Linked DNA regions of Mus musculus: region 2 is linked to region 1. Evidence: chromatin contacts called from public promoter capture Hi-C data. All regions are on one chromosome and are shown on one strand. The core of a region is the stretch at or near the end of the contact, and the rest is flanking DNA. Distances in the headings are between cores, read along the strand shown. Region 1 holds the start of Sbk1 (SH3-binding kinase 1). Region 2 holds the start of Rgs10 (regulator of G-protein signalling 10).

Region 1 (7,084 bases), core at 3,984-6,483:
AGTGGCTCTCCTCTCAGTAGCCTCAAGTCCTCTAAGATCTTTGATCCATGAAGCGTGAGGCACAGCATGTGACCCTGACCCGGGCCTTGCCTTAGAAGACTCGGACACAGCTGGGCTGCAGGCCCCTGGAACAGGCTGGTTCCACGGGTGAAGCCACAGAGAACTTCAGATCCGCCAAGCCTTGTGCTTTGTGTATGAGATAAAAGTGACCAGAACTTGTCCTCAACCCCAGGACAGAGAGCCTTGGGGAAAGCCCTTCACATCAGAGCCCCATTTTTTCCTTTTTTTTTTCAGACAAGGTCTCACTTGCAGTTTTGACTGGCCTGGAGTTTACTATTAGACCAGGCTAGCCTCAAACTTAAGAGATCTGCCTGTCTCTGTCTGTCTCCTGAGTACAGGGATCAAAGGTGTGTGCCACCACACCAGGCCAGAGACCGGTCTCCACTTCATCTCTAAGCGAGGAGCTGCCACCCCTTTCTGCTCAGGCTTTAAGGACTAATATTAGAGGCAATCCTTGGGGTGCCGCAGGTGACAGTCATAGCACTTTACAAACATCCTTCCACTCGGCCCTCCCAACAGCCCCAGAAGACAAGTGCTAGGATTCTTTCTTACAGAAGAGAGAGCTGAGGCACAGAGACGTTAGGAACCTTGCCCAAGGCCAGGCCAAGTGGGTAGAGTTGTGTACCCTCTTTGAGGTCATCCTCTCAGGTCTGACAAGCAAAAGAGGTTGTTCTATGCTATCCAGCCCAGCCCTGCCCAGTCTCCCAGGGAAACAGCAGCTGGTATATTCTGGAACCCTCTTGTGACTGTTCAAGCTGCAGAGCATGAGTGTGAGGCTGAGGGAAGTCACAGCAGGTCCCCTGACTGGAATCAGTTCACCTGTATATGATAGCCCAAGGTGAAAGAAGACCTAGAATGCTTGCAGACACTGCTGAAGCCTGCCTCACTGGCTCAAGGCTTGAGGACCCCTCACAGCACCCCCTCTGCAGTCAAAACACAGGATCCCCCCAAGAACTGACTAGTCCAAGGTCAGGTTAGTCACTGGACAGGCAGCCGCTGCCAGTTCAACACCAACCCTTGGTGGACCTAGAGCGGGGCTCAAATCCTGCCATGGGCTCAATGCTGTGCTGGTCTAGGGGTAAAATGAAAATCTGTCCAGAGCCTGGCTCTGCAGACTGACAGGAGAAAATGCTCCACTGCCTCCCTGAGCCCGACATTAACGACATGGCTTCCTGGGTGGGGAGGAGCTAGGAGCATTGAGGATATGACAGAAAGGGGTGGCCACGAAGGGGAAGGCAGAAGGCCTTTGGCTACCCCTGCTGTTATTAAGCCCCTCTCCTGGAGAGAAGCAGAGGATAAAAGGGGACTTCCTCCCGAGGACCTAACCCCACAGACCTTTTCCTGCAGGCCCCCATGACTGGGCTGGGAGTCCTCTTTGCTACCCATCTTGGAGCTCTGCAGCCCTGCCAACTACCAACTTCATCAATGACTGCTTCCCCTCAGCCCATGCCAAGCCCCGCGTCTCTAGAGCAGCTCCCAGAGGAAGCTCGGCTATCCCTTGCGGTGCCCCTTTAATGAGTGAGACCAAACAGTCTCTGGCCTCTGGCTTAGTTCATCCTACACAGTATTGTTCCTATTCTATAGATAAGTAAACTGAGGCCCAAAGCAGCTAAGTACATCCCAAACCTAGAGCGAGTCCAGAGCTGGTGCTCTCCACATGGCACTAGGCCATCTCTTTTGACCTCTGCTCCAGCAGACCTTTGTCCAGGAAGATTGCATACCTACCAAAGCCAAGGCGAGTGGCTAGGGCCTGGTGCTGGCCTCTGGCTCTGGCCCAGTTATTTGGTAACAGTCATCAGCTTCATGCTTAGGGAATGTCAGAGGCTGGGGAGGGACAAGGTTACTTTGTTTTGTTTGCTGGATTGGGGATAGAACCTTGAACGTGGCCGGCATGACCACCATCCAAGGTTCAACCCAGGCCACCTGTTCAGTCCTGGAAAGCCCGAGAAGAGGAAGCCTGGAGAACCTCCTCCACTTTTGTCCTCTCTGCACAGAGGAGTAAACTGAGGTCAATAGCAGCCCTCCCCAAGTCCTCCGTCAGACTTAGCCTAAACCCTGGTCTACTGCCCCTCGCAATGGTTATTTCTGTGCCTCCAGTGTGTGTGCTGCTAGTCCTAACCCAGCCATGGGCAGGTAGACCGGGCACAGCCAGTGCTGAACACTCATTTTTCCAGCTCCCACTCTTCCCGACAAACCTGGAGGTCAGCAGCTAGGCTCTAAGTTCACACCAATAAAGAACAGGTCAGGCGTTCTTGGGACGACTGGGAGCGTGTGTCCTGCCCACACAACACAGCCATTCTCTAGCTCTGGGCCTCAAGCTGCTGCATCCCCTGGGTTTTCAGGAAGATCTCCAAATCAGCATCTGAATGTGAAATCCTCCAAGAATTTCTGAGCGTCAGTAACAAACACAGACATGTGAAATACACTGATCAGCAAACTGGGGCTCTACGCTGTATTCTCCAAATGCTAAGACATCAGGCTGTAGGCTCAACGGTGCTGGTGTGGCCAGAACAGGACAGCCCCAGATTCCCAAAGCTGAGCCTAGGAGTGCAGTCTCACAGCACATGGAAACAAATGCCACTAAGCTGCCCAGCCACCAATCACCTAGCCTGGGCTCTCTACCATGTGCAGTCTAAGCCAGAGCAAAAGGGGAGGTAGAGGTAGAAACAGCTGCCAAGCCATCCTAGAGTGGGGCTCTGGGTCAGGGGGATTTTATATGATAAAGAGTTAAGAGTCATGGAGATGAGCCAGGTAATGTGCGGGTGCTCAAGATGTAAATTAGGGCAGGCTGCAGAGAGCTGGGCTGCCAAGCTACTTCATTAGGGCTACTCAATGGGGAGCCGCGGCAGGTTAACAAAGAGTGAAAGTCTTCCTGCCAGTCCCCTTCTGGCCTCATAATGGCTCTTTCTGCTCACAGTCATTTGAACTTCTCTCCAGCCTCTGCTTCTACTTTCTTGCCTGTGGAGTATGTGACTAAGCCCCGGGCTCCAACCCACTGCACAAAATAAACTTCCAAGGTGGCTAGGACACACCTTAAATGCTCCTGACAGTCTGGCTTCAATCTGTACCCACCAAGCTGGCTGCAGATATGTAGTTCACTCTCATTCTCTCTGGGAAGTGCCACAGGCTTGATCAAGGTCACCTCATCTTCAGGGCAACTGGCTTTCGCACATCCTCTCCTGGGGGGAGGGGGGGTGGCTGCCTTGACTGTCCTTGAGTCTGCAGGGGGGATCTGCAAGAGTGCTGACCCAGGCTACATCTGTACTCATGGGGCAAAGCCAGCATCAGAGAGGAGTCCAGGCAGTAGTGATGGGAAGGTATCAGCTGCTCAGGTCTGATCTGGGGAATCAGGTGTCACAGGGACAAGGGGTCAAGGGTTGGGCAGCTGGTCCTGACATGGTCTGGACAAACAAAACAGCCCAAGGATCTGAAGCCTGATCATCAGGAAAAGATGAGGGGAAGCCCCAAACTCCAGGGCTGGAGCTTCAGACACGGTAGATGTTGCAATGAATGGATAAATAAACGAACAAAGAAACTTCTATAGGGCTCTGTGTTCTGAATCCTGCCTTCCCCAGCCTGTCTGCTCACCTCCTACCTGACTTTACACCTGTCTGTGGAAGGCTGAAAAAAACCTTCCTGCCCTTTCTCGGGGTACAACGCACCCAAGATCTTCCGGCATTCCCTGGGTCCTGGGGTTTAGGACATTTGTTGAGGCCCTCTTGATTGTAGATGCTTTGGAAAGCTTAAGCAAGAATCCAGACTCACTCCTGCATCGTAGAGGACACAGTGTCCCAGTCCCGGACTTGGCCCTAGGTGTTCCCCGGGTCAGAAAAAGGGAAAACACTCAGGTTTGCTGTCCTTGGGACTTAGAGGGGCAGAAAGGTGCTCTGACCCGAAATGGTTTCTTCATTCAGGGTACCTCCCTCCCCCAAACTAGCTGTTCACTGAGAGGGCTTGTCCTCTCCCTGTTCTGCAGGGAGCACAAAGAGGGACTGGATAAAGAGCCCCACTGAGACCTGAGCTGGGGTCTCAGAGTCAGAAAATAAGAGACTCATCCTCTCAAACACGCCCCTTCCCTGCCCTCTCAGACAAAGGCACACACCCAAAGCCCCAGCTGTCACCCAGAGCTGCAGAATGCAGGCACCTCTCACCTTTGGGCGCCCCAAATTTTCTCTTTCCTGTGGGGAGGGTGGGTGTCACTTAAGAACTCAGCTTGGTCTTTGGGAGATGATAGTTACGTGTCTTTATTCTTCAAAGGACCTAAGGTCTAAGGCTCCAGGCTATTCCGGGGAGACTCTCCACCTTCTAACCCCTCTCCAGGGCGTCGCAACTCCTCTCTCCCGGGGTCCGAAGCTGTGCCCAAATCTCAGGGTTGGGGTGGAAGGTGGGGGAAGGGAGAGGAGGAGGGGGCGGCTCCTCCAAGCGAGACACAAAGAGACGTCCTTCAGCCTCGGCTCCATGGCGACGCTGAGGAGGGGGAGCGCGCACTCTGGACTTCCTTCCCCACCTGCAGGACTCTAGGGACCTCGGTACCACTCACCTGCCGCCCCTCACCTGGGTCCCACTTACCTGGGCTGGGGCCGCGGGGACGCCGCGGCAGGGGGCCTGGGCGCCGTGTCGATCTTCGTCTGCCCGGCCCGAGAGGGGCTCAGGGCACCACTACCACCATGAGCCGGGACGCTGAAGGCGTCGCAAGGGGCTTGGTCGCCCGGGTCCCGAGGCTTTGGGGTGCCCGCGGCTTCTCGTTAGCAAGAGGATCTTGCTGTCCTAGGTTTGGGGTCCCTGTGTGCCGGAGTAGCGGATTAGGGAGGCTAGCGCCCCAAGCCTGGGTCTCTCTGTGTCTTGAGGTGTGCGGTTGTAGCAAGCAGATCTTGGGGGGCCCGGGTTGGATCGGTCGCTGCGTCCCAGCAGCCGCGTGCGAGGATGGAGGTCACCGCTCAGCCGCTGGGGGGTTCGGGCGCCGCCGCTGCGAGCAGCCCGGCCCTGCGGGCTCCTGCCCCGGCCTGGCGCGGGCTGAGGCTGCGGCTCCGGCTGAGGCTCCCGCTCCGCCCGGCACTCGGGCTCCAGCGCCGGTGCCCGCCCGGGCTGCGCTCCATCGCGGCCTCGCGGCTCCGCCTCCCGCCGGCGCGTACCTGCCCGCCCGCCGCTCCGCCCTCCGCCTCGCGCGCCGCCGCACGCGCCTTTGTCCGCCGCGCCGGGTGCGCGCTCCGCGCACGCGCACTCCCGCCGCGCCCTCCCGCCAGGCGCCACGGGCCTGGACCTCCCCACCGCCGCGGGAGCCGCACGATGCCCCGCCCGCTTTCCGGCCACGCGGGGTCCTAAGGCCCGCCGGTCATTGGCATAAGCTTCTTTTTCTAGGTCAGAGCCCAGGAGGGGGCCAGAACGAGGTTAGAGAGGGCTCGGGGGAGTCACAGAGGGTCACCTGGTCCAGCTGCTTGGTCCCCGAGGGGCTAGACTGTCCCAGACTATTCCAGCCTGTGCTTGTGGGGCGGAGCCTGGATCTGTTTCAAAGAAGAAAAATAAATCCGAGCTCTCCTATTCAGAATGCACTCGCTCATTCAACTACCGGTCCATCTGTTCACCCGCCTGTCTGCCCATTCATCCTTCCACCTATCCATTCGATTTCCAGGGGACCTCATAAGACTACTAGGCTACTCAGAGACCTGGGGTCTGTGGGGCCGTGCAGGGTTCAGGCAGAACTTTCGAGCTCTGCTGTAGGGAGACCGCGAAGTAAGTTTAAGGAAAAGCTGGGATTAAAGGTGTATAGCAGAACGGAAGAAGGGGGTGGGGGGTTCCTGGCTGAAGCAGCAGCTGTGCAAAGCCACCCGGGTGTGAAGAGCTTTGTTCATTAACCGGAAATTGTAGCCTGGATGCAGGTGGGGCGATCGAGCAGAGATGGCGACAGAGTGGGAACAACGAACGCATCCTTCCAGAGGCCCAGTCTCCCATGCAGCATACTATTTTATTCATAGAAAAAGCCCCCGACGCACCCAAAATCTCTCCTCCTTTTAATCTCTGATCAGATTGTTTTCTCAAATTAGCATCCTCTTCCAACCACTCCAGCTGCTGGTAGAACTTTTAGAGCTGGTTATTGCAAACTCAGGTAGCCTTAGGTGGAGCTGGGAAGACGGCTTATTAAGTAAAGTGCTTGCCAGGCAAGCATGAGGGACTTGAGTTCCTCCAGTGCCATGACACCTGTAGTTCCAGCCCTGGGAAGGCAGAAACAGGTGGATCCCAGGGACCAGCCTGATCTGATCCGTGAGTTCCAGTGAAAGACCCAGTCTCTGAATAAATAAATAAGTACGGGAGGGGAGAAGGGGAACCAAGCGAGATGCTGCTAAAGACCAGGGTTCAGGCCCCCAGGACTCAGCTATGGCTGGGCAGGTGTAGCAGCCTAGAATCCCAGCATTTAGGAGGCAGACAGGATCCCCAGAGCAAGCTGACTAGCAAGACTAGCCGAATGAGTCAGCTCTAGGTTCAAGTGAGAAACCATGCCTCAATTTGTAAAATAGAGAACAAGAGAATCAACCTCCGTCTGCACATGCACACACATGCATGTGCACCCCACATACATGCAAACACACACATATGCATGCATACCACGCACCCACAAAAAGTTAAATGAGCTGGGGAGGGATTGAAGAATACACCTGATAATGTCAACTTCTGCCCTCTACACACACACACACACACCTAAGTTGAATAAACTACAGACAGGAACTAGAAATGTGGCTCAGTCTTGGCATAGGGAAGACCCTGGACTCAGTCCCCAGAACTGGACGAAGAAACGAAGAAACAAACACCCAAAGCTGATGCGCAGACTTCTGCTTGGCAGCCCACACTACTGCTACTGCTACTTGTAATCCTAGCCCACCTTCCTCCCACTTTTACTGAAAGTTAGTTTTCTGGAAACCAGGTCCTTTGTGGGCACCAGCTCTGTTGAGAACAATGTCTCTTAGGTTGCATTCCTAATGAGCTTGCCAAGCATCCCCTGTCCCCTCCAGGGTAAAGCTTACGCTGTATT
Region 2 (6,895 bases), core at 1,118-3,617, 2.1 Mb before region 1:
TGTGAAAAGGTGATCCTGCTCTGACAGCTTGAGGGGGGGGCTCTTCCCCTCCTACTTGTTTTATTTTGTTCTGAGACAGGATCTCACGGTGTAGCCCTGGCTATTCTGGAACTCTCTATGTAGATCAGTCTGGCCTCAAACTCACAGAGATCCAGCAGCCTCTGCCTCCACCTCAATCCCCAGGATCAGAGCTGTATCTCAGCATAGGCCTTTTACTTTATTCTGGGTCTGATGCACACGACACGTGAATGTTGGCTTTTGGATCTTTGGACATTATGTATGTGAGTGTTTTGTCTGCCAGGTATGAATGTGTAGCGTACGTGCGTCTGGAGCTTGCAGACGTCAGAGGAGGACATCAGATCCCCTGGGACTGGAGTTACAGATGACTGTGAGAGGACATGGGTGCTGGGAATTGAACCCCAGTGCTCTGCAAGAGCAAGCGCTCTGAATCACTGAGCCATCTCTCCAGCTCCCAGTACCGATTTTGTGAGTCAAACAAAAAAGAAAATTAAATTGTTTACTCACTCTTAGCCCCGGTCTTTTGACAAGCTCACAGGACGGAGAAGGGGACCTAAAGCTGCTAACCTTCCCCATTATTTCCCATTGTCTAAGAAGCTTGGAGCTGTTCTCTCAGTACGGCCTCCCTCGGAGCATGTCTTAGACCACACCAGGCTTGCTGCCGGCACGGTGGGAAGAACCTGGCTGCTAGTGCTGCTGGCTTTGGCTGCCTGTGTCTAACTTCTACTCCATTGTGCTAGAGTCTCCTCCTTTCCTGTGTTAGCTTCGGTGTATTTGTGATCAGCCTCTGGGGACGCTTTCAATGGAGGTGGGCAGGGAAAATTTTGTTACTGTTCTCAGAATGCAGTGATCCCACTGGGATGGTTTGGTTTTGCCTTCTCTCTCTCCTTCCTTCCTTCCTTCATTCCCTTCCCTTCCTCTTTCCCTCTCTCTCTCCCTCCCTCCCTCCCTCCCTCCCTCCCTCCCTCCCTCCCTTCTGACTCCTTCCTTCTGACTCTCTATGTAGCTGCCTTAGACATTGCTATGTATATCAGGGTGTCCTCTAACTCAAAGAATCTTCCTGCTTCTGCCTCCGGAGTGCTGGGGTTGCTGGGATTAAAGGAGAGCACCATTATGTCTGTGTCTGTGTCGGTTTAGGCTCAGCTTTTACAGAGCCTATGACCCAAGAGCTATTTCAATGGCCAGGAAGCTTGGGGGGGGGGCGGGCGGCAATAGCAGCTGGAGACATTCAGAAACCCCGGCTTGGAAGCCACACTGATGGTGCTCACCTGCAAGCCGCAGCTGAAGACCTCTGCAGCCTTCAGGGGACGGAACATCCTCTTTGGATAGCACAAATGGCCGTGTTTGGAAATGATGGAGTGGGGAAGGGTAGGCAGAGAGATGGTGAATAACCACAGAGGGCCAGGGCTGAGGTGGCGTTGGGACTGCAGGGTGGACAAAAAGGGAGGAAAATAGAGCAAAATGGGAAGCTCAGAATAGAAGATATAAAGGAAAGTGCCAACTAGTGAAAATCCTGCGAAAGAACGCGCGCGGGGGGTTGGGGGGGCGACTGGGGAATGGTTTAGAAAAATAGCAATTAGCACAGCTAAAAATAAAGACCAATTTCGAGACAAAGCCAGACCCACAAGGAGAAAAATAAAACTCGCCAGAAAGACAATTCCTTGCAAACCGAATGCTCAAGAAAATGGGGCTAACGACACCCCCCTCTTGGGCTGTTTGGTAAAAAGAAATGGGAAACTAGATGAGCGTGGAGCGCGGCGCTGAGCAGGTGACTGGCACCAGGAGGAGCGTTGAGCCCGGCGCTGGGATCTACAGGATTCCGGTAGTTGAGCGCAAAGGTTCTCCTGAGACTGCACCCAAGTGTCGTCCAAGTTAAAAAATGTGCTGGCGCGCTCAGATCCACTCTGAAACCGCAGAGGCTCCAGACAGCGTTCTCCGAGGTTTGTCCCGGGGCTTGGAAGCCCCGGCACAGGCGTGGCGTGGGCCAGAGTGGGCGCCCACTCGCGGCGGCTTGGCTCGGGACTCTGGTGACGCCTCCCGGGCATTCGCGGCGTGAGCAGGCCGCGCGCCCACGGAATCGGGTAGACCCGGGGGCGATCTGGGAGGTGACTCGGGCCTGGCAGGGACACCGAACGCTGTATGTCTCCAGGCCGCGAGGGGAGGGACCGGGATGTGCGCGGGAGCTGAGGGTCACCCGGGGCCACCGCGCCCTGCCCTGCGCGGGTAACTGAGGGCTGGACCCAGTGCCCACGGGCGCGGGTGGGCAGGGAGAGGGGAGCGCGGCGGGGAGGAGGCGGCGGGCGGAGCCTGGAGGGGCGGCGTCGCGCGGGCTCCTCCTCCTCCTTGCCCTCTTCGGGCTTAGCCGCCGCGCTGCCCGGCTGCTCCGTCCTCTGGACGCCCGCGGCGATGTTCACCCGCGCCGTGAGCCGACTGAGCAGGAAGCGGCCGCCGTCTGGTAAGCGGTTGCGGGCGCTTGGGCGCGGGAAGGACGGGGTCGCCGGGTCCCCTGGCGCGGCTCGCTGTGCCGCCCGGACAGCAGCCGCGCTCCTCCCCGCTCGCTCTGTCCCAGCCGCGGCGGGAGCGCAGAGCCGGGGAGCCGCCCGGGGAGGAAGTTGGGCTTGAAGCGGGAGTCAGAGCAGCTTTCTTTCTAGAGAAGGTCTGGGAACCACGGGAGACACATTAACAGCCCCTCACTCCGAGGCAGCGTGGGAAGCCAGGCTTCCCTCCTGCGTGCAGCCTCTTTCTCGGGCGGAATGGGAAGGATGCTCCGCCGGACCTCTGCATCCCCGGAGTGGCCGGCCCCGCGGCGCCAAAAAAAGTGGAGTCCCAAGGTGGCTGCACACCAGGGCGGGGGAGGAACTTGTGTGACACGGCGGGGGAGTCACTTTGTTTTTCCCCCTGAACCTGCCTGACCCACAGTTTGGGGCAACTTGGCAAGACAAAGAACCCACGGTGCAGAAATGGTGATTTGAATCGTGCCATCCTTTTTGTTCTTAATAACACCTAACACTCTTTGATGGCTTAGGTTGTGGCCAGGAGCTGTGTTGACACCTTGTGTGCTTTCTCTTGTCTTCACCATTAGAGCAGCCGCGTCGGAGGGGTGGGGCTCTAAAGCCAGGGTGTTGGGTAACCTGCTCTACTCTTAGCTGATGGATTTTTTTAAACGTAGGTTTATTTGCTTGACTCTGGGTTCGGGGTTCAAAGGCTTGCTTTTCTGTCGCCCAGAGATTCACTACGCTTTAGCCGGTTTCCTCTTTTCACGTAAATATCAAACGTGGTTAAGCGGCTGCAATCAGACATAGACCCAATCCCTTGGCCACCACTCGACAGCTGTGCAACTTCTTTGTGACTGGGGATGTGCAAAGGGTAGCTTTAAGTGCTTAATTGGAGACTCCCCCCCCCCCATCAGCCACATGCAAATCATTTCATTAATTATTTAAGACAACCCCACTAAAGTCAGATTCCATAGAGTTATTGTAAAGAGTTTGCACTGTTGTCTTAATATGCGTTGAAATGCTCCATTAGTGTTCCCGAGTGGTCACATTCCCTTGTGATGCTGATGGCTGACACTGAGTGGTGGTCAGATTCTAGGCACCGGAGTTAAACTCCAACCTTGACTCTGCCACTCCGCCACACTGAATAATGAATGTCCTTGGACCTTTCTGTGCCGCAGAGCTGTGCTGGTGCTGGCTCAGTGTAGCTTGCAAGAACCAATTGCTAAATGTTCAGGGCATCTGGGAACTGGTTGCTACGTCATAGGTGGACTGAAATGAACTGTGGTGGGACATATCAACATATGTCAGACATCAAGGCTGGAACAGTGGATTTCAGGAAGCTGTGGACTTAACTACATACTTAAATTTTATTTTAGATCATATTTATCATGTGTATGTGTGTGCTCGTGTGCGTCTCTGTGTGTGTGTGTGTGTGCATATGTGTGTTTGCATGCTACAGCTTGTATGTGGAGGTTAGAGGATGACTTATGGAAATCAGTTTTCTTCTACCGATAGGTCCCAGTAGTCAAAATCAAGCCGTCAGGTTTGGATGTAAGCATCCTTACCCACTGAACCGTGTTGCTAGCCATTAACTACAGGTTTTAATTCTGATAAGGATATGCTTACATTACTAATAGTAGGATCAGCAGTTAAACCTGAGAAGCCCCAAGTGCAATGCTGGATACATGATAAAGGTGTGGGGCTTACTAGTTTCCTTTTCTTTCTTTTTCCATCATGTAGGGGAGTTCCGTCTAGCCTTGCCTAGGTTGCTTGCTGCTTAAAATTATATTTGGCCAGAATATAATACAAATAGAACCACTGAATTGTGACAGATACCTGGATTTGGGATGCTTTTGCATACGGCCAGATTGCAATCCCAAACTGAAAGGCAGTTTCACAGTCATTGCTAGCATGTATCTGTTCCAGGGCAACAGACTAACCCTGATGAAGCTTGCCCACACCAGTGATACAAAGGCCAGCAGGGAAATAGCAGTGCTTGGTGTTGGATGTCTATATGGCCAGAGCCCAATTTCCTTGAAATCTGTGGGTATAAGTTCTGCTGCCCTGTGAAAGGACACGAGCCCCTGCCAGTTTGGTCACTATCATCACCACCCAACATCAAGAAAAGGAGCCAAGTGAGAAAGGAGGGAGGGTGAGGGCTCCTTACAGAGATGCTGTGCAGCAGGCAAGCCGTCTGCAGGACAGTTAAGGATTTGGGAGAAGGTAATTTTGATGTTTTTTTTTTTTTTTCTTGTGGTGCTAGAGGTGTGCCCAAGGCCTTGTATATGTAGGCAAATGGCCTGCCCCAGAGCAACACCCCGCCTGAACTTCGCTTTTAAAGAGGTTTTCCAGAGTATCCTACTGAAGCCCCACCAAAGCTGGCCGTACCCCTGCGGGAGCCTGGGCTGGGCTTGACTGCAAGCCTCTCTCCCCCAGAGCATTCTATGTGAGGCTGAAAGAGTTAAATCTCATCAAAGATGGCATCTGTAAGTAGAGAGCTGGAAGCCCCACCTGTTTCTAAGGTTCGCAGTTGGAGGCTCTATGTTCTGCCTATCAGGTAGGGGAAGCAGGGGGCCTTGATAAAAGTCAGACCCCAGTTCCATCTTGGGGAACCAAGGGGAGCAGGAAGAGTCACAGCTTCGTTTTTTAGCAAGTACCCCAAGTGATTTTTGTGCTGAAGTGTGAGGAACCCCCAGAGGACCCTGGCTTGTACCCACAACCCACACTGCTAACACCTGAGGAGCGCCTACCTCAGAACCAAAGTAAAAGCCACACCCCTCCAGGCAGACTGCTGGGTGGTCTGTCAGAGAAGTCCGCTTTACATTATCCTATTAAACCTTGGCAAAGCTTTCAGAGTTACTGCTGGGCTTATGTTTTTAGTCTGTACAGAAATTTAACGAATTTGTTCTTAACAGTTTTACAGTGGAGCGTCTTGGCAGTTAGGGAAACTTTCCTCTGTAGAGACTCATGGGGTGGACCTGGGGCTTGGAAGAGAGCAAGGCTAGCCTCCAAATGTGGAGAGGCCAGGAGGAGATGGCCTTTTTGTCCAGATGACGTCAGCTCGATCTGCTTGGGTTCCACTATGAGCAGCCTGTGGATGACATGGGTGGACAGGAGGTGCGATGTGGCTTCAATGGCTGTCACTTGTCCATATTTTGTCTTTCATTTTCTTAGATGCCCAGGCAGGGTCTGAGCTGGCCATTGCCTAGAGCCTTGCTTGCCTGCCCCTTGCTTGCCTGCCCCTTGCTTTCCTGGGAAACCCTCCTAATGCTGGCTTCTGAGGACTCGTTTAGACGGTACTAAATTTATTGTGGTCGCTTCTGCTTCCCCCAGATAGCTAGCTGTCCACTGCAGCAGCCCGGCGGGTGGCAGTGAGAGAAGAGGGGCCTCAGGCAGGCAATAGCAGCAGCCCCTTGATAAGAGCTGTCAGGAGGCGTCTACTACGTGAAACAGTCTGTGCAGACATTCAGGGACAATTTTTTTCTTTGGACCTGGCTCCCATTTCTTGAGGGCCATGCTGAGTGCTCAGGGTCGCCTTGCTGCCTCTCTGTCTGATCTGTCCTTCTTTTCAACCCAGTTTACTGCCCCTTGCTCTGCCTGCAGAGCTATTGGTTATCCCTGTCTCCTTGAGGGTGTCCTTCTGGGCCTGACTGGTCCTCTGAGCCCAAGAGTGGGTTGTCTCAGAAATTGGGACCCCAGGAACGGGGGACTACTTTAGGGCTACTCATCTCCAAAGAAGCATACAAGATTAACCTGTCTTGGGCCCTCCTCTGGAGCTACCTGGATACACATCTCCTCAGCCACCTTGTTAAATAGTTAATGAATAAATATGCGGGTGACAGCTTCCCCCCTGCCCTTCTCCTCCATCTGGGAATTCCTGGTCTTATTTCCCCCTCAATTCATTGTAAACCTGTGACTAAAAGCTTTCGTTTCTCGAATCTTACAGTCCCCTTTCCTTCCCAGCTTCCTCAGCCAGCCGTCCTGAGATGTCAGTCTCCTCCATTGAGTTGCTCCTTCCTTCCATTCATCCCTTTGTGCCTTTTTTCCTTATTGGGTTGCCGTATATTCTCAGCGATTGTCACCTGTTTTCAGTGGCTCCCTTTTTTCCTTTCAGCACCTCTTGATCAGGTGCTTAGCTTAGCTCATTCCTCAGAAAGTATTGATCATTATAAGCTATATTCCGGACTACCAGATGTGAGGTTGACCCTTCAGGAACACATTCCTTTTGTTCTCAAGGAATGCATCGGATGGAGCATAGAAAGAGAGCAGGTTGGTGAAGGGATGTTTATTCAACATCAGGACCAGGGCTGGATCTCCAGAACTCTGAGGGTGGTAATCCCAGTACTGAGACACGTGGATCCCTGGAACACACTGGCCAGTGA

The links. Promoter capture Hi-C pulls out the DNA fragments that hold promoters and counts their contacts.
Region 2: a promoter capture Hi-C map of pre-B cells shows a contact between it and region 1, with 2.3 times the contacts expected there. The contact joins the promoter of Rgs10 here to the promoter of Sbk1 in region 1. A contact is called at or near these places in 2 of 39 promoter capture datasets (liver and pre-B cells) and 1 of 9 other capture datasets (liver).

Annotation. Positions count from the first base shown.
Region 1 is chr7:126,270,645-126,277,728 of GRCm38.p6, reverse strand. Sbk1 (SH3-binding kinase 1) reads right to left here and starts at 5,233. Exons shown (of 4, transcript NM_145587.3): 1 at 4,630-5,233.
Region 2 is chr7:128,413,644-128,420,538 of GRCm38.p6, reverse strand. Rgs10 (regulator of G-protein signalling 10) reads left to right here and starts at 2,367. Exons shown (of 5, transcript NM_026418.2): 1 at 2,367-2,473. The coding sequence starts at 2,425.